7 separate regions of the Mus musculus genome follow, and regions 1, 2, 3, 4, 5 and 6 are each linked to region 7. A link is a contact called in public ChIA-PET, HiChIP or PLAC-seq and promoter capture Hi-C data. All regions are on one chromosome and are shown on one strand. The core of a region is the stretch at or near the end of the contact, and the rest is flanking DNA. Distances in the headings are between cores, read along the strand shown. Region 1 holds the start of Grap2 (GRB2-related adaptor protein 2). Region 2 has its middle 41 kb from the start of Gm52179. Region 3 holds the start of Fam83f (family with sequence similarity 83, member F). Region 4 overlaps Grap2 (GRB2-related adaptor protein 2). Region 5 holds the start of St13 (suppression of tumorigenicity 13). Region 6 has its middle 4.2 kb from the start of Gm52179. Region 7 holds the start of Adsl (adenylosuccinate lyase).

Region 1 (2,935 bases), core at 200-2,699, 380 kb after region 7:
CAGTTTACTATGTGGGAGACTCTCTGGGGTTGAGTTTAATAGGGTAGTTTTCTTCAGTGATGTGGGGCTGCCTCCTTTTACAGAAAACCAGAACACAAACACAAAAAAATTCTTAAAAAGGGAATAAGTTAGAAGTTTTTTAAAAACTTGGCATCGAAATATACTACTTGCAGGAGGATCTCTGTGAGTTCGAGGCCAGCCTATGCTACACAGACAGGGCAGACAGGGCTACACAGAGAAACCCTGCCTTGGTGGGGGGGTGGGGGGGGGGAGAGGGAGACACTACTTAATAGTGGCTGCTTCTTTCAAGAGGGCCTCTCTAAAATTATACTATGAATATCAAGCTTTGTAGGCCATGTTGATTCACTAAAAGAGACCAGGTTAAACTAAACGTTCTTTCTGAAATCAAAAATGAAGAAGAAAAAAAAAGGGACCCTATAACAAATTAGCAGTTTATAATAAATGGACCCATATGCAAGGCTCTTCCACTGAAGTTTCTCACCCTCCAACAATGTGTGCTCATCACTGCCTTATCCCTGCGGTGGTTTGGAGACCAAGTAGCCCCCCTTAGTCTATCTCTGGATGAGTACTTCTAATGATATACAAAGTGTTCCATATGCCTTATTAACAAGGCTGCACTTGAGGTTAAGTGGATGCAGTCATGGTTAAGTCAGTGAAAACCTGGTCTTTGCATTCCTTTCTCAGGTTCTGAAACAGATGGGGACAAGAGCAGAAACCAGAGATGGTCTTTAAAGATGCCACACAACTATTAATAAAGAGACAAAGATAGACAACACCCTCTCCTCATGTCTTCCCACGGGAAGTTTTCTCTTATTAAAGGAACTCAGACCAGTGTTCTTCGTAAAGAGAGCAAATGCCGCCAGAACTAGCAGTTTGGAGTTGGTGAAAAAATTGAGCAAGTCCTCAGAGTCTGGGCTCAATTCCCTACCACCTGCCACTCCCCGACTTCACTATTGAAGGGGGATTTTTTTTTCCCCCTCTGGGACCTCAACATCCAAGGTCTTTCCCAGAGATCGCTCTGAAGCCAGTTAGTAGAACTGCCGTTTTTTCCCCCATGGGCCCAGTAAAGACCAAGTTTTCTCTAGTTCGTTTGACAGAAGTTGAATCCAATCCCTACTAACGTAAGCCAACTAGATAAGAAGCCTAGGCTGATGGCTGAAGTATTGCCAGCAAAGTTCAGAAAACCAGTAGGACTAGCTTTCATTAGATTTGGCTTACAGAGAACAGAATCTTAAAAGCGCTCAAGGTTTCCAGAGGGCGTGCACCCACGACGCATGACTTACCTTTGGGACGCGAAGAGGTTGAGTTGAGCGTGTATCTCGGCTTTGACAACGAGTTATTAGAATTGCCTTTTGCCAGTGGGAAGATGCATTCAAATGTCAAGTTTACCGCGCCGCCTCAGCCTACAGGTCTGCCTTGTGCTGGTTTCTGAGCACCACACTGAAGCAGGTCGCAAGCCCCAGATCCATCAATACAGCTTCCTCCTCCCTGCCCCTTGCCCTCCTCCAAGCTCCCCCCCAGCCAGTCTGCAGGCAAACCACACAGGAACTAGCAGACACCCTGCTGCGCAGAGCTGGGCGTGAGCCTCAGATTATGTGGTTTTGTTTTCTAGCTGCTAGAGTTGAACCAAAACGCAGGAGGTTCACCGAAACATGCCTGCTCCTATTCGTTTCAGTTTTAACAAAACCCGCCTGCCCCCAACGCTCACATACACATACGAAAACTTCTGAAAACACGCCTGCCCCCAACGCTCACATTCACACAAGAAAACTTCTGAGTTTGGATATGATCCGGTAACAAGCTGCTGCTGGCCTCAAGGAAAAAGCCTGTTTTCACATCATTCCATCCGGAGAAATGCAAAGGCCACTGGGAAAAAGTTAAAGTCTTCCCTGGTCAATCATGATGTTAAAATCTCAGAGAAACCGCTTGCTAAGTGTAGCCAACCCATTTACATAACTCTTAGCTTGTGATACAAATCTTGACCCAAGAGAGAAGGAAGAAAACAGTGGGAGGCTCTCTAAGCCAGGAGTTCTGTTAGTGACACAGACACACGACACAGACACACACTATGGGGGTTAACTAGCCGATAAGCCAGGGGTTCTAAGTCCAGGCTTGCTATGGTCAAGAGTGCAGATCTTTCCTTGGACCCGTGGGACTTCACGTTCTCTTGAGCAAGCTGGACCCAAGGCTCTCTGACAATTTAAGAATCATCATCTCCCTCAACTTCCCCAGTTCTCACCTCCATATTTCTAACTCTCCCTGCCCCCACACCACCTGCAGCCCGTTGAAGTCTCTCTTCCTTTCTCTTTGTTCTTGTATCTCTTGCACAAAAAGGAGACGCATTTCAACTGGCTAAGCAAGGCCTTTAGAGTTTGGAGGCTGGATCCAAGGAGAAGAGGGACATTTCGGGATACCTCCGGCATGAATCTCTGCATAGTTTTTTCCCCATTTGATTCAATTTGAAGTTCTAAGAGTATAACTTAGACTTCATTCCTGACTTCTGAGGCGGTATCTCATTGCTTCTTTAAATGATAAACTTTACTAAAAAGTTATTTTATTTTAGTTTTTGGTTTGCAAGATAGAGTTTCCCGGAACTTGCTCTGTAGACCAGGCTGGCCTCAAACTCAGAGATGTACCTGCACTACCTCTGAGTGCTGAGATTAAAGGAGTGTACTACCACCACTGGGCTTGAAGATTTATATTTTAAAAACCCTTTTCTCATTATAATCTCTCACTTTTTTTTTGAGACATGTTTTCTTCTGTGCTGTAGCCCAGGCTATGCCTAGAACTCTTTGACTTCCAGCTGCAGCCTCAAGATTTGGGTCCAGCCAGCCCCAATGCTGGGCTATAGATGTGTACTACCATGCCTGCCTGATTATGCATTTTAATTGAAACAGGGAAGAAGGAGCCTGGT
Region 2 (2,887 bases), core at 37-2,536, 350 kb before region 7:
TTTACATGGTGCTGGGGAACAGAGGGCTTCGGGTGTGCCAGGCAAACGTTCTAACTGAGCTGTCTCAACCCCTCTTTCTCACCTACTCATCTCTGATCCATGTGTTTGGTAATGAGCCTGTGTAGAAAGATGTGTGGTCACGAAGGTTATACATACTAAGGAGTTTTACAATTATGATTTCCGACTTTATAGAAGAGCTTCCTTTTAAGAGGGAAAACTGCCCGAGTGCTGGGACTTTTATGGTGGTTATGGTTGTTTTCTGAGCTTTTGTTTTGTTTAATTTTACTGTTGTAACTAAGGAAAATACTTCAAGCCACCAGAGGGCATTGTAGTTAACGTTGGGTGCTGGCTTCATTATAGCTCGTGGCCTCCAGAGGTGCCCGGTGAAATCTGCTTCCATGAAAAGAAGGACTTTCACATTTAATGAACAGCCTAAAGAGGATCGGTAGATTAAACTTGGAACAGGAGAGCTCGCATCCTTTGTATCTAGCAGAAGCAAAGGACAGAGTAGGTGGTGCCTCCTTCAAATGCTATTCTCTTCTTTATTCCTTTCCCCAAGCGTGTGCCTAAACTTTTTGAGTTGCCATCTATGATTGACAATCTTTCCTGAGCAGAAGGTAGGCTCAGGACCTCCCAATGGCAACAGAAATTGAAACTGACACGTGAAAGCCTGTCTCTCACCCATAGTGTCCACCTCTTTGTGGCCTTTATGGCTGCTAATAAAAATGTCTAACTTGAATGATGTACTGCTGGCACCCTCCATGTAGAAGCTGAAGCAGGCAGAAAAGCAACTGCGTCAAGCAAAGCCTTGTGGAGAATAGGTGGCGTTTCAACAGTTGAACACTACACTACTTCACGCCCCAGGTGGGAAATCCTTTGCTACTTTCCGTTCCTGTAGGCCACGTGGTTCTGCTCCATCTTCCTTCCACCTCTCTTCCTCTATCCTCCTCTCTCTCCTCTCTCTTCTCTCTCTCCTCATCTTCCCTTCCTCCTTTCTCTCTCTCCCTCTCTAAAACCTCCAGCCCCACCTTTCCCATCCACTGCCCAATCACAGGCTCTCGCCTTGATTTGCTTTATAAAATGGGCAGAAGGTTTGCCTGAAATCACCAGAGGGCGTGATCCACTCCTTGAGCCAGTCCCTCTTGAGGAAGCAGAATTAGCATCAAAGTACAAACAGCACCAGGGCAACGCACAACAGGAAACAGGTGATGAAACCACACAGTTTGGTCTTGTTCTTGACTACGGGCAAAAGCGTGCACTGTCGAGTGTGACGCTAGCTGTGGGTTTCCCAGAGCCTCCGTGTTGTTCCTTTGCAGGACTGTGCGCTTGCCTGCTCTGAGTCACCATGGGTGACCTGTCACCATGCTCAGGAACACACATTGATTGGAAGACTAGCCACAGATCTCCCAGCCCCCTGCCTTGCTCTAAGATGTCCTAACTTGCCACTTTGTTTTGTTTTTAACCATTTTATTAAATCATTCTCAAAATGTGGATGATCCCTGGCCACAGTAAATATAATAAGGTGTATATAATTCAGTTGTTGCTTTTTTTTTTTTTTTTTCCTTTCAAGTCAAGTTTCTCTATGTATCCCTAGCTGTTTTGGAACTCACTCTGTAAACCAGGCTGGCCTTGAACTCAGAGATCTGCTTGCTTTTACCTCCCAAGTGCTGGGATTAGAGGTGTGCACCACCACAGCCTGGCAAGTTGTTGCTTTAGCACATAGTCCTCACATGACTCTGCTGGCTGCCACAGGCAGCCACCCACAGTTGTCTCAGTCACCCACAATTGGCTGCTTTGTCCCTTAAGAGACTCACTCCAGACTGGGAAGGGATCAGGCTTGCCCAGGGCAGTATGGTCTGGACTTGCATTTCTGCATCTGCCTTTTTTGCAAACACGGGTTATGATTTTCCTAGGTGTTAATTATTAACATATTTCTTGCCGTCCGTGTGTCTGCATCTGAGAGCATCTTTGGCTTCCAGTGATTTGCTGAGAATCAGGCTGCCAGAGAAAACTTTAGATATTTCTACAAAGCAAAACAGGAAAGAATTCTCCTGGGCTAAAGTGCAAGGACTCTGCAAGACCTATCTGGGTGCGTATGTACCGCTAAGATCTCAGGCTCAGCTCTGTTCAGGATGAATGAGTTTGGTGGGAGGCAGCTCTATAATCTATGTAAAATTGTTGTTTTTTTTTTTTTTTCTTTTTGGGTGGCTTGTTTAGTCCCTTGTACCTCACCTATACCCAGATAATCATCTGATAATTGAATAACCAGCAGTTGTCACATTAATCTGTAGAATGGAGCACTAGGCAGCCACGAAAGAGAGCAAACCACAAGTCTGTGTGGCAGCAAGGACGAGCCACACCATGTGGAGCCACACTATGTGGAGCCACACACTACTATGTGGAGGAAAACAGGCACAACCTTGACTTGCTGTGTGGTTCCAACAAATCTCAAAAGCAGCATTAGAAATCAAAGCAGCACTCACATGTTGGGGAAGACAAGACGAAAGGAGGAGATGAAGGTAGACGTAGCAAGCCGATGCTAAGTCAAGGGAAACTGGCTGATGTCAATGGTGGTGCATGCTGGTACTCCTAGGGCTTGGGGAGCAGAGGCAGGAGGATCACTGTAAACAAGATCAGCCTGGTCGATGTACTCAGTTCCAGGCTACATAACAAAATCCTCTTTCAACAAAACTAAAATAAAAAGGGAAAAGGTCACGAGGCCTTTCAAATAGATTTCTAGTAGAAAACATGAAACAGTAGGAAATCTGAGGCAAGATGAGCCTGACTCAAAAGCATCATTGTGACGATGGCCAGAGTCACTACAAGACACTGACACATCCAGGCCAGCAAGGTGGCTCAGTGGGTAGAGGCCCTTGTCACCACCAAG
Region 3 (3,161 bases), core at 438-2,937, 280 kb after region 7:
CACATTCTGATCTGGGCATCAAAGGTTGTTGGCGTTGCTTAATAAATCCCAGTGGCCTGGGGGTGGGGGATGCTTGCCCTCAACCCTGACTACCTGCATTCAACTTTAAGAACCCACATACATGGTAGCAGGAGAGAACAGACTCCCCAAAGATGTCCTTTGACATCCATATGTGCCAGGACACCCCAAACACAATACATGCATGGGATAAAAGTATGTCTATCACCTCTCAGTCTTTAGAAGGTAAAATAATATCTGTCCCATTAAATCTGAATTTAGGTAAATGAAAAGTCACTTTTAGCATCAATGCAGCCGCCGTGCAGCTTATTTGGAATAAAAAGATACAAAAAGACCTATTTGAAGTTTGAATTTAATGCAATAGCCCACATTTTATCTGGAAACTACCCAAGTACCCAAGGGCACAGAGGAAAAGATTAGTCTTTCACCTACCCCACAGCCAGCTGTCCAACTGGTATTCTAACCAGGCTCCTTGGAAACATCTCTCAACACCCAAGCAGAGCAGATGGGCAAAGTAGGAGCCTCTTCCTGAGCTTGGTCCAGTGCTTTGTGGGAGCACCCAACACTGGGCCAAGCCACTGCTAGAGCTTAAAATAGCGTTCCTCATTCATTTGAGCCTGCTTGGGCTCTAGTGCCAAGCCCAGGAGAGGATGATAATGGGAAAGTCGGGTTGTTTGGGGGAGAAAGGCTCCTAAGAAAAGCTCATCTGGCCCAGAGGGGAAGGGAGGCTATTACCAACTTCATGCGATTGTGAAGATCAAATAGGGAAACGGCCGAGGATACGCCTTGTAAATAAATCCCTGGTGATAGTTCATGATCAAGCCCTTTGAGTGGCTAGTTTAGCACAGGGCCTCACAACTGTCACACTGCCCAAGGAAGATGGATGGTGACAGAGGTATACCAACACAAGGCTAGCGCACCTAGACACTGTAGTAAGAAAAACCAGTGCTTTGCCACGAACTTACACATCCATCTTTCAAAAGGTCTCATCACAGCTGCACAAGGTGAGCGCCAGCGGGGGTCCATTTCCCAGAGGATGGTGAGAGTGGCCCGCAAGTGAGACCAGGCAGGGGAGTGTGTGTGTGTGTGGGGGGTCCCTCTGGTGCAGGACTGGGGCCCGAGGCCTACCTTCTGGGCCTGCTGGATCATCTGCCTGACCACCTGCTTCAGGTGCGGTGCCTTCTCTTCTTTGGGCGGGTGGGTGAAGAGCGTGACTCGGCTCACACCGCGGTAGAAGTTGGTGTCTGTCCACCCCAGGTCCAGTGGGGGCACTTCGGTGTCCGAGCGGTCTGGCCAGTAGGCCAGGGACTCAGTGGGCTGGGCCGGGACCTTGGCCTTGGCCTTAGCCTTGGCACGGGTGCTGGAGACTGCCTCCTCGTAGGGGCTCCAGGCGGCGCAGAGGGCCTGGCGCTCCTGGCTGGAGAGGAAGTCCCGCAGCCGCTCCTTCTTGACCAGTTCGCGGTAGGCCTGCTCGCCTCCACCCAGCAGCGCCTCCAGCGCGGCCCGCCGCCTCTCGCAGTAGTAGAAAGCTGCATGTGCCTCGGTCACCCTCTCGTTCACGTGCGCCTCGTCCAGGCAGCTCAGTTGGGACTCGGCCATGGCGCCCCAGCCCTGTCCCGGGGCCCCAGGCTCGGACCCTGCTGTCCCCACCGCCGCACCTGGAGCGCTCGAGGGGCGGGGCGCCTCACCTGGCCGCGAGGTCCGCCTCGGCCCGCCCAGCGATCGCCAGTCGGCCAATCGGCGCGGGCCCCGGTGCGGGCGCGGCCGTCGGGCGGAGAGGGACCGCCGCCTCTGCAGGGCTTGCGGGGACCTCACGGGCGGCTCAGCCGACGCCCTGCGTCTCTGGCCTACTTAGCCCGGCTGGGGTGCAGAGTGTCGGCGTGGAAGTGAAAGCCCGGCTGTGGTCAGAGGCACGTGCGGCCTTTGAGTCACGCCCGCCTCCCAGCTGCGACCCATCAGTGCAGGGAAGGTCGGCGACCTGACCCCTTTACGCCTCCAGCACCCTCGGGACTCAGCCCCGCGGGTACAGCCTCATCTTCCCGCAGGCAGGGCCCAGAGCACGTGTTCTAGTCCGGACGCCTGCGGAATTTAGTAGCATCCTGACCCACTCCGGCCTTCAGGGTCCAAGTGTGTGTGCTGTTGGGCTAGATCGTCGGACTGTGTAGGGGGCAGTCTGTGTGGGAAAGCAAAGATGCTAATGAAATCCCTAGTTCTCCCGCCCACGCGTCCCAGTTCTGAGATCAGAGGCCTCCAGGGGCTGTCAATTCAACACCAACACCGTCACTACAAAATTTTTTTCTCCTAAAAGAATCACCCAAATAGCAAAGATGTAAGCAGGAGGCAGTGGATTTGCCCCTCATTTTAATTTGAAGTGGTGTGTGCGTGTGTTTGGGCCTGATAGGCTGCCAGAGGCCTGATTACTATATTAGCGATTCAAAATACATGTTTGAGCCCAAGGAAGGAAGCTGAGCACAGACACGCGCGTGCACACCACCACCATCACCACCAGAGGATCTGCTGTTTCCCATTGGATTAAATACAATCTTCTTAGTCATTAACATATTATTTTGTTCGTGTGCTGCTGTACAATTTTGATTCTCCACATTCAAAATATTTTCAGATCATAGCAACCAAAGGTTCACATTTCTCTCATTTTGTAGCACAGCGACTTGGAGCTGGAAGGAGCTTTAGAAATGAGTCCAACCCCCTCATTTCACAAACGAGGAAATTGAGGCCTAGAAATAAATGCTTTTCTATATCTCCCGAGAAAGGAGCGGCTAAGCAAAGGAACTGCTATGCTCTCTGCGGTGAGGGAGGTCCTTTCCCAACATGTGGCCTCCTTTGCTTGTTCTTATAAAGAAACAGAGGTTATTGGGGTTATTAGGGGTGTGTATGAAGGAGTCAATAGGCATCTCTCTCTCTCTCTCTCTCCCTCTCTCTCTCTCCTTCCTTCTATCTCTCTCTCACTCCTTCCTTCTCTCTCTCTCTCTCACTCCTTCTCTCTCACTCCTTCCTTCTCTCTCTCTCTCTCTCTCTCTCTCTCACTCCTTCCTTCTCTCTCTCTCTCTCTCTCTCTCCCCCTCCCTCCCTCCCTCCTCTGTGCTTGGGATAAAACTCAGGGCTTTGGAAAATTAGGAAAGGGC
Region 4 (3,031 bases), core at 173-2,672, 340 kb after region 7:
TGGCCATTTTTCAGCTCACTGGTTTCCAAGCCTGCAGAAGCGAACATTAACTCAGACAGTCACTTACCTGCCTTCAGTCCATAAGTCTATTCCTGAAACCCTAGAGGTGCTGACAGCTTCATAGAGCAAGTCACCCCGTAAAAGCACTAAAAGTTGCCAATCAAAGGGATGGTATTAACTGGGCTTGGTGGTGGTACATGCTTATAATCCTCAACACTTTGGAGGCTGAGGCAGGAGAATCACAAATTTGATATTGCCTTGGAATTCATAGTGAGTCTCTGTCTCAAAAAAAAAATCAGAAAACAAGACAAGCAAAAACCCAGTTAAAGGGATATTATTTTGAATTTTGCTGGTCAAGTAAATAATTAGAATTTTCTCATTTTAGGAAAATGTAGGCCTTCCTTGAATGAGTTTGGTTATCTATCCATCTATCTATCTATCTATCTATCTATCTATCTATCTATCTATCTATCATCTATCTATCTATCATCTATCTATCTATCTATTATCTACCTATCTACCATCTATCTATCTATCTATCTATCTATCTATCTATCTATCTATCTATCTCCATACAGGGTCTCATACTGGATACAAAGTCAATGCTGGCCTCAAACTCCCGATTTTCTGCCTTTATTTCCCCAGTGTCACGATTACAGGTAAGCACCACAGCCAGCTGGTCTCTCTTTCGTTTGTCTTGGCACTTTTGATCAAGAAAGGCCCCCAACTTTGGGCTCACCAAGTTGGCAGCAGTTCACAAAGCAATTTGGGTTTCTCCTCAGCGGGCATGTAGGTGCAAGGGAAGCAGCTTGGTTGTAAAATGCAAGCAAACTGCTTGGCATGTCTGTTACATTGAACAAAAATGTCTCTCCTCATCCCAGACATTGCTCAAAGAAGAAAAAGGGGAGGAGGAGGGGGGGAGGAGGAGGAGGAGGAGGAGGAGGAGGAGGAGGAGGAGGAGAAGAAGAAGAAGAAGAAGAAGAAGAAGAAGAAGAAGAAGAAGAAGAAGAAGAAGGAAGAAGAAGAAGAAGAAGAAGAAGAAGAAGAAGGAAGAAGAAGAAGAAGAAGAAGAAGAAGAAGAACAACAACAACAACAACAACAACAACAACAACAACAACAACCCAGACCACCATAAATCCCAGATTTTCTTTCCTAAATATGACTGTTCCAGAGTCTTTCATCACCTGTCCTTGATCTCCTGGTCAAGGTCCAAAGGCCTCACCTCAGTCCTCCTCTAGCTCTAGAATATGTCACTGAACTTGAGCTTAGTATTCAGGATGTGGCCTGAGCAGGGTTGGGCGAAATAGGATGATCCAATTACTTTCTCTGCTGCTCGCATTTGGTAATTGTGTTATACATTGCTGCTGGCTGTTCAGGAGCTAAAATACTCTAAGGGTGCAGGTGTGTTAGACAGGAAGATGGTGACGCTAGGCCCCTTCTAATGTGGGAGTTCTGAACCACAGCACAGGGCTTCACGTGGCCCTGAATATTTTATTCTGTTTGCCTCTGTTCCTTTGGCCAGCTGCCAGTCTGGTTGGCCTGCAGGCGTTTTGATTTTTCTTCCTTCTCTTCTTCCTTTTCTTCCCTTACACCTCATTTTATGAGATAGCCTTTCCCTGGGCCAGAGCACACCTGTTAGGTACGCTGTATGATCAGCGAGCCCAAGGTTCTGCCTATCTCTAATTCCTCTGTATTGTGATCACAGGCACACACAACCACACTTGACTTTTAAATGCAGGTCCTGAGGCTTGAACTCATGTCCTTGTGCCATCTTCCAAAGCCCGACTCTTTCTTCTTAAGTGAACCAAGGGACATTGAGTCTTTATTCTATGATAAATAGACATGATCTATAATGAATGGATATGGCCTTTGGAGCTGGCCACAGTGGGATTCATGTCCTGGCTCTTTCCTTAACCAGTTGTGTGACCTCAGTCAACTAGCTATCTATGAGCCCCACCCCTTTACCTAAAGCCTCCTACTGTTGATCCATTAGTCAAGATTATTTCACTATCAAGTATAAACACAATAGAATAAGCTTTCTCTCTTTTCCTCTCTCCCTCTCTTTCTTCTCTTTTTAACAGGATCTCAGGTAGCCCAGGATGGCCTCAAACTCATGAGTAGCCAAGGAAAACCTTGAACTTCTGACCCTTCTGTCTCTATCACTTGAGTGTTAGCATTAGAGGCATATGCTACCACACTTGGTTTAATTTTTTTAAATAACCTACTGACTGCAATATCCCTTCTCTCTACCCCTCCCAGTCCCCCAACCTCCCCTTCCTTCCAGATCCCTTCTCCCTGTTTCCCTTCAGAAAAGAGAAGGCCTCCCAGGAATATCAATAGAGCACGGCATAACATGTTATATAAGACTACACACAAACCCTCAAATTAAGGCTGGACAAGGCAACCCAGTGAGAAAAAGAGTCCCAGGAGCAGGCAAAAGAGTCAGAGCTAACCCCCACTCCCATTGCTAGGAGTCCCACAGGAACACCAAACTACACAACCACAGCATATATACAGGAGACCTAGCTCAGACTCTGTGGTTGTTGCTTCAGTCTCTGTGAGCCCCTATGAGCTCTGCTTAGATGATTCTGTGGGCTGTGTTCTTGTGGACCACACCCAATTGTATGTGGTGCTGAGGCTGAACCCCAGGGGATATGCTAGATAAGCCCTCTAACTAACTCCTCGTCCTTCACTGCCTCCTAAATGAAGCATTTACGACCTTGTTATTATTTTTTTCCTCTAGAATCTGTAACAAATACAAAATCCAATACCAAAGTCCAAGCAGACCATGCCTATGACCCTTTCTGTATACGCCATTGGCACTCACGTCCATAGTGCCAGCTCTTTTACGCCACACTTTGGGAGAGTGGCCGGTACTCATGGGCTTTCTTGTCTGTTTTCTCTCCTCCTGCTTTGTCTCCCTGTCCTCGTGCCCCTTTGCAAATCACTCAGTTTACTTTTCTTGTATCTGAGAGGGCTGCTGTGGCCTTCCATCTTCCCACATCTCACACTTCCGGCCAGAGGGACCGG
Region 5 (2,892 bases), core at 273-2,772, 450 kb before region 7:
CACATCTTAACTACCAGGATTACAGAATAGGCTCCGTGCAATGGTGCAGTTTTAAATAGCGAATCCAAGTATCACATGCAAATATCAAGATCAATTTTAATGTCAAATACCCTATTTTCTGGTTCAGATTTTGCACACCTCGTCTGAAGTATAATCCAACATTAGGTCTCCTTACAAAGTAGGTGACTCACTCTCCAGTATAAAATTTTATGTTAGGTTAATTGCTCACCATATTGTACACGGAGGGTTCACATTCTCCGTGCTCTATCACCTTGACTGTTTATGTAAGACTTAGGCACGTCCCTCGCTTAGTTCTTTACAAACTGAATTGCACAAAGCATTTGTTTCTAGACGTGTTTCTTCTCTCTCTTTCTCTCTCTCTCTCTCTCTCTCTCTCTCTTTTCGAGACAGGGTTTCTCTGTATAGTCCTGGCTGTCCTGGAACTCACTCTGTATTTGGATCAGGCTGGCCTCGAACTCAGAAATCCGCCTGCCTCTGCCTCCCAAGTGCTGGGATTAAAGGCGTGCGCCACCACAGCCCGGCTCTATCTTTTGAGCTAGCTCTCCGATGAAACCTATGAAAAGGCGAAAGATTTACCCTGACCTAACACACACACACACGCTACTTGACATTAAACAATTTAGTCAAGTGTGATGATAAAAGCTACCAATTTAGAATTCGAGTAACTTTGAAGACAATCCCTTGGAGTTCCCTCCTCTTCAGTCACTCCAGCTTTCCCAGAATAACAGAACCTAAAGCCCACTCTTTCCCAGAGCAATCGATCAAAAGAAAAATCCGTGGGTGGTGAGGGGGGATCAGGTGCCGATTGGTGAAGAACCACGGATCATCAACTTGTAGCTCTTTGGGCTGCTTTAGGCTTTCTCCAAAGGAAGAACCTGAAGGGGACGCCGGCAGGAAAGACTCTAACCTGAGAGGCCGCGGAGCCTTGCTAGAACGGGAGCCAGCTTGGGGGTTGAGAGCAGAGACGGCATGGCCTGTAACCACTGGTCAGGAAAAGTACAAACTCTGGGGAAAGCCACTAGCACAGCCGCGTCGCCAGGAAACCAGTCAACTGCTCGGCCCCTTCCGGCAGGCGCGGCTCGCGGGCTTTCTTCCCGGGGCGGCGCAGAGCAGTGACGTCACTCGGCTAGGTTTTGGGCGCGCCGGCCCCACGGGCATTTATTTATTTTCCCCCCTCCTCCATGCGGCGTCTCGTTCTGCTTAATGCCCATCTTCACAGAAGAAATATCTTATTCCAAATGTCTCCCTATGTCCCGCTTGAAAGCGCACAGACACAAGGTCCTTCATCCATCCCGGGGAATTAGGTCAGAGGAAAGAATCCGAGTGAGACTGTTCGCCGATCGAAGCAGGCATTGTCACGGGCAGCTACACTTCTAGAAGGTTCTAGGCGGAGCACAGGTCCAGAGGTAGGAGTGGGAATGAGCGAGCGAAGGCCCGGGGTCACGAGGCCGTTGGGGGGGAGGAGCCAGCGGCCGGGGAGGTTCTAGTCTGTTCTGCCTCGCGGCAGCCGCCCCCTTCCACTTGGTCACGTTGAGCCGCTCCCGGGCCTGGCATCGTGCCTCCGCAGCCGCCCACCGCCTTCAGCTTCCAGCCTCCCACCATGGATCCCCGCAAAGTGAGCGAGCTTCGGGCCTTCGTGAAGATGTGTAGGCAGGACCCGAGCGTCCTGCACACCGAGGAAATGCGCTTCCTGAGGGAGTGGGTGGAGAGGTGAGAGCCCTGGGCCCCGTGGACCGTTGGGGACGGAAAGTTGGGGGTTGGGGAGTGGGCCCCGAGCTGGCGTAGGGAGGAGGGGAGCGGTTCTAGGCCCCTTCGTGGCTCTTAGTGGCTTCGAGAGGTTCTCGGAGGGATCTGGAGCGTTGGGCAACTTAGGGGTGGAAAAGCAGAGGTTAGAGTTGGTTCCCCCCCACCCCCCGCAGTTAAGTCTTTATGGGGGTGTGTTTGGGTTGTGAATATTTGAGCAGTGGAAATAATGCGCGAACGAAGACAAAGCTTTTACTAAGGGATTGTTTTTCTTGAACCTGGCGTCTTGTTTAAGTCGCATTGACCCATGTGTCGTTTAAAATATTAATAGTGGTAACTTATTTATTCTATAACTTCAGTTATCTGTACTTGGCCTTACAACGATTTTAATTGCATGGAATTTTGTTGGGAATTATTTATACCCACGTTAGTTGTAGCGCTGTCACTTCAGCTACTTTAGGAATTTTTTTTTTTCCTTCAAAGACCAGTGTGCTTGCAGGACTAACTGGAGAGTATTTCGCCTGCGTACTATGATTGTTGTGCCAGCTGCTGGGAAACAGTATTACTGGGGAATTGGTTTCTCCTTTTTGTTGTTTTAGTCTCGTTGATAAAAGATTTTAAAGACAGAATTAGAAGAAAGCTTAGGCACCATTAGAATTTGAGGGTGAAAAACGCAACAGTACAAACAAACTAAATCTCTACAGCTGCCAAGGGGAGGGAGGATGTTAAGTCATGCTTTCTGAATTAGGGTCAGCAATGGAAGCTCACCAGCACTTGTAGAAATGGGGGAGGGTCGGTCTTCAGAGAAAGTGCATGTTTAGGGTCTTTGGTTAATATAAAAAAAAAAGAGATGGGGAAAAGTAAAGTTTTATATATTTTTCAATTAGAACTTAGAAAAAACAAGCAGGCTGAGCCATGAAGGTCTGAAAGCAACTGTGTGGAGTGAAGGACTCAGGGACTGTATAAGCACTTTACTTCTTTAAAGATAATTATTCCAAGCTTTTTGCATATCTTCTGGTAAATCAGCCTTTCTGAGAGGTTGTTTTCTGGCCAGGTGATTGCAAGTCCAGATAGATTAAGGGAAGGAGCTAATAAATAATGTGTAAGTTTGTTTTTTTTTTTTTAAAT
Region 6 (2,944 bases), core at 348-2,847, 320 kb before region 7:
CCTGCCTCCTGCCTCCTGATCCTGCCTCCTGCCTCCTGCCTCCTGCCTCCTGCCTCCTGCCTCCTGCCTCCTGCCTCCTGCCTCCTGCCTCCTGCCTCCTGCCTCCTGCCTCCTGCCTCCTGCCTCCTGCCTCCTGCCTCCTGCCTCTGCCTCGAGTGCTGGGATTAAAGGCATATACCACCACTGCCTGTACAGTGAACAGGCTGTTTCCCAGAAAATCATTTGCATCCAGTTGGTGTTTCTTGTGACCCCTCTCCTGAGAAGGACCAAGGACATGCACAACATTTGGAAGTACATATGACTTTTATTTCATTTTCACAGACACTTCCCTTATAGAGACATTCTTCTGCCTCCAACTTCTTTCATTTCCTAGTACATCTTGGAAACTGTTTCACATGAGCAACCTAAATTGTTCATCTTTCCCCTTAATAACTGCCTAACACTCCATCGGACATTTGTCCAATAATGTATTTGAGGGACATCTATACTATTCCTAATTTCTAGTATTATACATAATATTATTAGGACCTTGAATGACATTTTAGCAACTTGACTCAACCTAAGAAGTCTAATGAGCAATGGTTGTTTTATCTATTGGTCATCTTTGGATGGACCCATGAAAGAATTCCTCCCAAATTTCAATACAAAGGCAAGATGGTGCTTCCCCCGTGACACTACAGTTTTTTTTTCGTTTATGTATTCTACATTTCCTGTGTTCGAATGTTCGTGTTTTGCTTTGGATTGCTGGGGTTTCCAAAGCCAAGTTTATGGATCACATTAACAACTGTGCAGGGCAGCTTACTGCATGGTTATGAGCTTCGTTATTTCCCTCCTCTGAATTCCTCTTCCCGTTTCTAATGATACCTATTTCATTCCTTGATATTATATATATATATATATATATATATATATATTTGTAAGCCACCTCAAACATTTGTATAACGGAGCAGGTAGAAATATATATGTGCATGAAAATGTCCCCTACCCCCATCCCAGTGCATGAGTAAACCATGAATACGTAGCAATGTCCATGGAGATGAATTGGACCTTTCTTCTGCCCAGGTGAAGTGGAACACCCAGTGCCCGCTTCCCTCCATCTTTTGTAGGATCCTTTGGTACCCGGTGCAGCCTGCCCAGGGGGTGGGGGTGGGGTGCTAGTTTCTGATAACTTCCGCTCCACCCTAATGCTTCCTGCCACATACAAGGTTAAGGGAAACACTGATCTGGAATCCCACAGACTGAAAAACCTATTACAAGAGCTGGGATAAAGGGGAAGAAAAGTGCAGGTGCCGAAGGCACGCTGAGGTGGCACATGGCGAGACAGAGCAGAGCAGAAGGAGCAAAGAATTCCTGGGGTGCCCTGTCACTAACCCCAATCCCACATTCAGCTGCACACCCCCGCCAGTCATTCCAAGCCACCCACCAGCGTTCTTTCGCCTCAGTAGGAGAAAGCAATTTGCATCCAACCAGCAGGATTAAGATAGATGGAGAGAGCTAGCTTTCTCATCTCACAAACCAGTTTCATCTCACGGAGGCCGCTGCGCACAAGGCAGTGGGGGTGGTTTCGTTGTAATGTGGCCTCTGCCGGCTGAGTTCCATATTTGTGGTTCATCTGCCTTAGAGGTGCCAAGTGAGTAAGCAGCTGGACATGCTGCAGTCTGGGGACTGAAGACACTTAAGCTTGACCCGGCTGGCTGCCAGGTCCTGCACAGGGCGGCTGTTTAAAGCCGGGGAGGCAGGCATGGCTCTGTTTTGCAATTATCTGGGGTGGACATGGGGCATCTGGGCATTTAGTTTGAAGAGTGCTATGGGAAATGGGATGCAGGACTCAGCATCCTGAGCCCTGCTTTGTCCCTGGGTTTCTCCCAGCATGGAGAACTCTAGGAAAGGGCAGAGCAGGATGTAGGATTCTTTCTACATTCATAGTTTGAGCTGAGAGCTCTCCAAGTCTCTACCTTTACCTACAGGGCGAGCATTCGCATTCGTAGGCTCACAGAACCATTAAAAAAGATTAAATAGTGATGTGTGTACTTTCAAAGCTCTTCCCATGTCCCAGGCATGATGCAAATGCTTGGCATACAGTAATAATGTATGTGTTGAGACATGTGAACATATGAGGAATCTTCACACCACCTTTACTAGTTATTGTCTGTGTTTTTCAGAGGAGGAAACTGAGGCCCAGAAACTGAAAGTAAGATGCACCTGTGCACAAAATTGGAATCAAATCCAAGTATCTCAGTGCCAAGAGTCAGGACCCTGGACGAATCTGCCTCAAGCCATGTCTGACACAGGAAGGCATACATCAAAGGTAAATCATTGTCACGGGCCTATGGATCACAGACTCTGGCTTTACTTGAGAGATGAGTTTTATACAGCCTGGTTCTACAGCAGCCCTGCCCTCCCTCAGTTTCCCTTCTTTTTTAAATCTTTGTTTATTTATTATATGTAAGTCTGCTGTAGCTGTTTTCAGAGACACCAGAAGAGGGCATCCCATCTCATTACAGATGGTTGTGAGTCACCATGTGGTTGTTGGGATTTGAACTCAGGACCTTCAGAAGAGCAGTCAGTGCTCTTAACCACTGAGCCATCTCTCCAGCCCCTCAATTTCCCTTCTTTTTGGGGGGGGGCGTGTTTCGAGACAGGGTTTCTCTGTGTAGTCCTGGTTGTCCTGGAACTCACTTTGTAGGCCAGGCTGGCCTCGAACTCAGAAATCCACCTGTCTCTGCCTCCCGAGTGCTGGGATTAAAGGCGTGCGCCATCACCGCCCGGCTTCAATTTCCCTTCTTGACACTCCCAGTGTGACTCTGCCCATGCACTGAGTACCATGGCCTGGGAAACAGTGCTCTGTTCTCAGCTATGTCTTTTCTACCTACCCAGCCCCTCCTTCTCAGTACTTACATTGCTCTTCATGGAAGGTAGGTGCTTGGTGTTTACCTAAGAGTTA
Region 7 (2,802 bases), core at 57-2,556:
CTCACCTGCCCCTGCTTCCCAAATGCTGGGGGTGGGGTGGGGGTGTTAACACATGTGCTGGGGAGATGGTTCAGCAAATAAGAGTCCTCATTGCTCCTGCAGAGACCTGACTCTGGTTCCCAGCACTCACGTGGCTGCTCAAAAGCACCTGTAACCCCAGTTCCACAGCATCATCTGACCTCCAGTGGCGCCTGCACTCACACAAGCCCATATCCACATGCAGCCACAGAACTACACAGAAAAATAATCCTTTCATGCTAAGTATCACATCTGCCTCTCGCTACTAAGTTGGTGCTCTAACAGATGATCCATATTCACAGCTGTGTATGCGTCAAGCAATTTGTAGACCAGATAAACCTTACACTTCAGTTTCAGCTTGAGGGCACTTACAAGCTAAGGAGACACTGGCAACGGTAGTAGAGACAGAGAAAGGCAGAGAGAGAGAGAGAGAGAGAGAGAGAGAGAGGAAGAAGAAGAGGAGGAGGAGGAAGAAAAAGAAGGAGGAGGGAGGAGGAAGGGAGGGAGGGAGGAGGGACGAGAGGACAAGAAGGCAAGAACACAAGAAACAATTTTGAAGGCACCAAATAAGCTTTCCCAAAGGCAGAAAGCAACCAACAGGCCGACCTAGCTGTGATGCCCATGAACTACAACAACCAGCCCGGCATAACAATCCTAAGGGTGCATTTCGTGGTGGTTATGCCCTCCTCGTGCTCATGCGAAAAATGACCATCAAGTTTGCAACGTACTTTTTAAAAGAATAATCTACTTGTTTTCTGTGTGTGTGTGTGTGTGTGTGTGCATGTGTGAGCGCACAGAAGTCGAAGGACAACTAATAGAAGTCAGGTTTCGCCTTTCTCACCATGCTGAACCCGGCTCAAACTCATGTCGGATAGCTTGGCGGGAAGCGCCTTTCCCCCTGAGCCTGCAAAGGTATAAGTAGCATTCCACTTGAAATGCGCTGTGGGAGGACGCAAACACACATAGCCTTGCCCAAACCGAAGTCCTCCAAAGGATGTGCAGGGCTCTGGGACTGTTGCCGAGGCAACAGGTGCTCGGGCCGTGACCTCCCTCGGGACAAGAGGCCCGGCCAGTTACCTGTTCGGCCTCCGCCAGCCACAGCCACAGCTGCCGCCACGTCTGGAACTTGTACCTGTCGCTGAACAAGAAACACATCTCGCGGCTGGCGTAGCGGGCCGCCAGCGGAGAACGGTAACTTTCAGCACTGCCAGGGTCGCCGGATGCAGCCATTTTCAACACGCGACCAGGACGCGGCGGACACCAGCAGCAGGGCCAAAAGCGGAAGGGTGGCGTGCGTGGGGCGGGACTTCCTCCCAAGGCCCCGCCCCGTGTGTAACGCCGGCCTGGAAGGCGAAGATGGTTCAAGTTTGGCTCGTCGCCCCTGAGGGTCAACGCTTTTCTCTTGGTTTCTACGAATCTCTGCCCCACGCTGTGCCTCCTCAGTTTTTCCATCTGAGGAAGGCACATTAAGACCCGCGTTTAACCCAGAAAGGAAAGTTGCAGAGGCATTCGGAGGGACGCCAGGAAGGCGCCCTAGTGGACACTTGGAGTACTGCAGTCCCGCTGGAGACAGGCTCAGCTGGAGACCGAAACTCTTAAACCGCGGTGCTGGTTCCGATCTCCGGAAAGCAGCCTGTCAGAATTATTCCACGCGTGGTGGCTCGAGAACAAAAAATTCAAAGTTTTTGTATCAGAATAAAGCTGAAAATAGCATACATTAAAAAAAAATAGCCGGGCGTGGTGGCGCACGCCTTTAATCCCAGCACTCGGGAGGCAGAGGCAGGCAGATTTCTGAGTTCGAGGCCAGCCTGGTCTACAAAGTGAGTTCCAGGACAGCCAGGGCTATACAGAGAAACCCTGTCTCAAAAAAAACAAAAATAAAAAAATAAATAATAATAATAATTTGAGGTCAGCCAGGTCTCCAGAGCGAGTTCCAGAACAGCCAGAGAAAACCTGTCTACAAACAAACAAACAAACAAACAAACACAAAACAGAAAACAAAAAGCCTCGTCCAGCAACATAAAGAGACCCACACGAGGCATGGTACATTAGATCTGAACACTGCTCCCTCTTCCCCACACAACCGCTCCTTAGTGTCTCCTCTTCCTGAGCTTAAGACTTAGCTGTTGCCAGAATAGTTTGTACATCAGATAAACCTACCAGACACCTGCGCCCAAGGTCCTCGATTGGATTGGAGGCTGTGGGCCGATGTATGCTGAAAAGAACGTGTTCCTGGAACTTTGTACTCTGGACTGATTCGGGGGTATAGTTGCTTGGATATGCTGTAGCAGCTCACTGTTCTCTTCCACAGAGATCCTTGCAGAGCCAATCCTTCCCAGGCTCCAGGCTCCAGGCTCCAGGCTCCAGGCTCCAGGCTCCAGGCTCCAGGCTCCAGGCTCCAGGCTCCAGGCTCCAGGCTCCAGGCTCCAGGCTCCAGGCTCCGTAGTGCTCTCTCCCGACTCTGCTTCACTTGGCCTCTGGTTACTTTTCCTCATTAAACCGTAGCTTCAGCTGTTAGCTTTCTACTTGGTCCTGTTTCCTTTTCTGACTTTATTTTTGCGAGACAGAGTGATACACTGTAGCCTTAACTGGCCTGGGACTCACTATGTAGAGATCTGTCTGTCTTTGACTCCTGAGTGCTCAGATTAAAGGCATGGGTCACCAGCCCAGGTGGTTTTGTGGTGGTTGTTGTTTGGTTTTTGTTTTTTAATGCATGGACTTCTGCTAAATATCATCAGCTACCTTAGTTCTGGTTACTGTGGAGGCCCCTGCTTTTTGGCTTGT

What was found. Promoter capture Hi-C pulls out the DNA fragments that hold promoters and counts their contacts. ChIA-PET counts read pairs in DNA pulled down with a chosen protein or histone mark. HiChIP or PLAC-seq counts read pairs in DNA pulled down with a chosen protein or histone mark.
Region 1: a contact with region 7 is called in an H3K4me3 HiChIP or PLAC-seq map of the 230-238 cell line, with 12 read pairs. The contact joins the promoter of Grap2 here to the promoter of Adsl in region 7. A contact is called at or near these places in 3 of 39 promoter capture datasets (embryonic stem cells, pre-B cells and stem cell-derived epiblast-like cells), 1 of 484 Hi-C or Micro-C datasets (Th1 cells), 2 of 115 datasets of contacts at active chromatin or transcription factors (the 230-238 cell line and acute myeloid leukemia) and 1 of 9 other capture datasets (adipose tissue).
Region 2: an HNF4G HiChIP or PLAC-seq map of pancreatic cancer cells shows a contact between it and region 7. The contact joins the enhancer-like site here to the promoter of Adsl in region 7. A contact is called at or near these places in 3 of 39 promoter capture datasets (the 3T3-L1 cell line, liver and pre-B cells), 1 of 484 Hi-C or Micro-C datasets (the N1E-115 cell line), 2 of 115 datasets of contacts at active chromatin or transcription factors (memory CD8 T cells and pancreatic cancer cells) and 1 of 9 other capture datasets (embryonic stem cells).
Region 3: a contact with region 7 is called in a promoter capture Hi-C map of the SN4741 cell line, with 3 times the contacts expected there. The contact joins the promoter of Fam83f here to the promoter of Adsl in region 7. A contact is called at or near these places in 3 of 39 promoter capture datasets (the SN4741 cell line, embryonic stem cells and hematopoietic stem and progenitor cells) and 2 of 115 datasets of contacts at active chromatin or transcription factors (bone marrow-derived macrophages and pancreatic cancer cells).
Region 4: an RNA polymerase II ChIA-PET map of effector CD8 T cells shows a contact between it and region 7, with 5 read pairs. The contact joins the enhancer-like site here to the promoter of Adsl in region 7. A contact is called at or near these places in 1 of 39 promoter capture datasets (neutrophils), 2 of 484 Hi-C or Micro-C datasets (the C2C12 cell line and the G1E-ER4 cell line) and 1 of 115 datasets of contacts at active chromatin or transcription factors (effector CD8 T cells).
Region 5: a contact with region 7 is called in a FOXA1 HiChIP or PLAC-seq map of pancreatic cancer cells. The contact joins the promoter of St13 here to the promoter of Adsl in region 7. A contact is called at or near these places in 7 of 39 promoter capture datasets (the 3T3-L1 cell line, 3T3-L1-derived adipocytes, cranial neural crest and 4 more), 3 of 115 datasets of contacts at active chromatin or transcription factors (astrocytes, memory CD8 T cells and pancreatic cancer cells) and 1 of 9 other capture datasets (adipose tissue).
Region 6: a contact with region 7 is called in a FOXA1 HiChIP or PLAC-seq map of pancreatic cancer cells. The contact joins the enhancer-like site here to the promoter of Adsl in region 7. A contact is called at or near these places in 3 of 39 promoter capture datasets (the 3T3-L1 cell line and stem cell-derived epiblast-like cells), 1 of 115 datasets of contacts at active chromatin or transcription factors (pancreatic cancer cells) and 1 of 9 other capture datasets (embryonic stem cells).

The regions. Positions count from the first base shown.
Region 1 is chr15:80,571,111-80,574,045 of GRCm38.p6, reverse strand. Grap2 (GRB2-related adaptor protein 2) reads right to left here and starts at 1,449. Exons shown (of 8, transcript NM_001289442.1): 1 at 1,305-1,449.
Region 2 is chr15:81,299,705-81,302,591 of GRCm38.p6, reverse strand. No RefSeq gene overlaps it. Among named protein-coding and RNA genes, the nearest start is that of Gm52179, 41 kb to the right of the region's middle. Within about 2 kb of position 1,286, at least 181 of the 459 cell types and tissues checked have an H3K27ac peak or open chromatin away from gene starts, as enhancers often do. A contact at or near this core is called in the N1E-115 cell line, liver, memory CD8 T cells and 2 more, where this site is marked.
Region 3 is chr15:80,670,373-80,673,533 of GRCm38.p6, reverse strand. Fam83f (family with sequence similarity 83, member F) reads right to left here and starts at 1,687. Exons shown (of 5, transcript NM_145986.2): 1 at 1,147-1,687. The coding sequence starts at 1,617.
Region 4 is chr15:80,610,087-80,613,117 of GRCm38.p6, reverse strand. The region is part of intron 1 of Grap2 (GRB2-related adaptor protein 2); the gene reads right to left. Among named protein-coding and RNA genes, the nearest start is that of Mir6957, 34 kb to the left of the region's middle. Within about 2 kb of position 1,422, at least 29 of the 459 cell types and tissues checked have an H3K27ac peak or open chromatin away from gene starts, as enhancers often do. A contact at or near this core is called in effector CD8 T cells, where this site is marked.
Region 5 is chr15:81,398,324-81,401,215 of GRCm38.p6, reverse strand. St13 (suppression of tumorigenicity 13) reads left to right here and starts at 1,522. Exons shown (of 12, transcript NM_133726.2): 1 at 1,522-1,731. The coding sequence starts at 1,622. Xpnpep3 (X-prolyl aminopeptidase 3, mitochondrial) reads right to left here and starts at 1,078. Exons shown (of 10, transcript NM_001347075.1): 1 at 929-1,078. The coding sequence starts at 992.
Region 6 is chr15:81,263,249-81,266,192 of GRCm38.p6, reverse strand. No RefSeq gene overlaps it. Among named protein-coding and RNA genes, the nearest start is that of Gm52179, 4.2 kb to the right of the region's middle. Within about 2 kb of position 1,597, at least 59 of the 459 cell types and tissues checked have an H3K27ac peak or open chromatin away from gene starts, as enhancers often do. A contact at or near this core is called in pancreatic cancer cells, where this site is marked.
Region 7 is chr15:80,946,994-80,949,795 of GRCm38.p6, reverse strand. It overlaps Adsl (adenylosuccinate lyase), which reads right to left and starts at 1,306. Exons shown (of 13, transcript NM_009634.6): 1 at 1,096-1,306. The coding sequence starts at 1,248.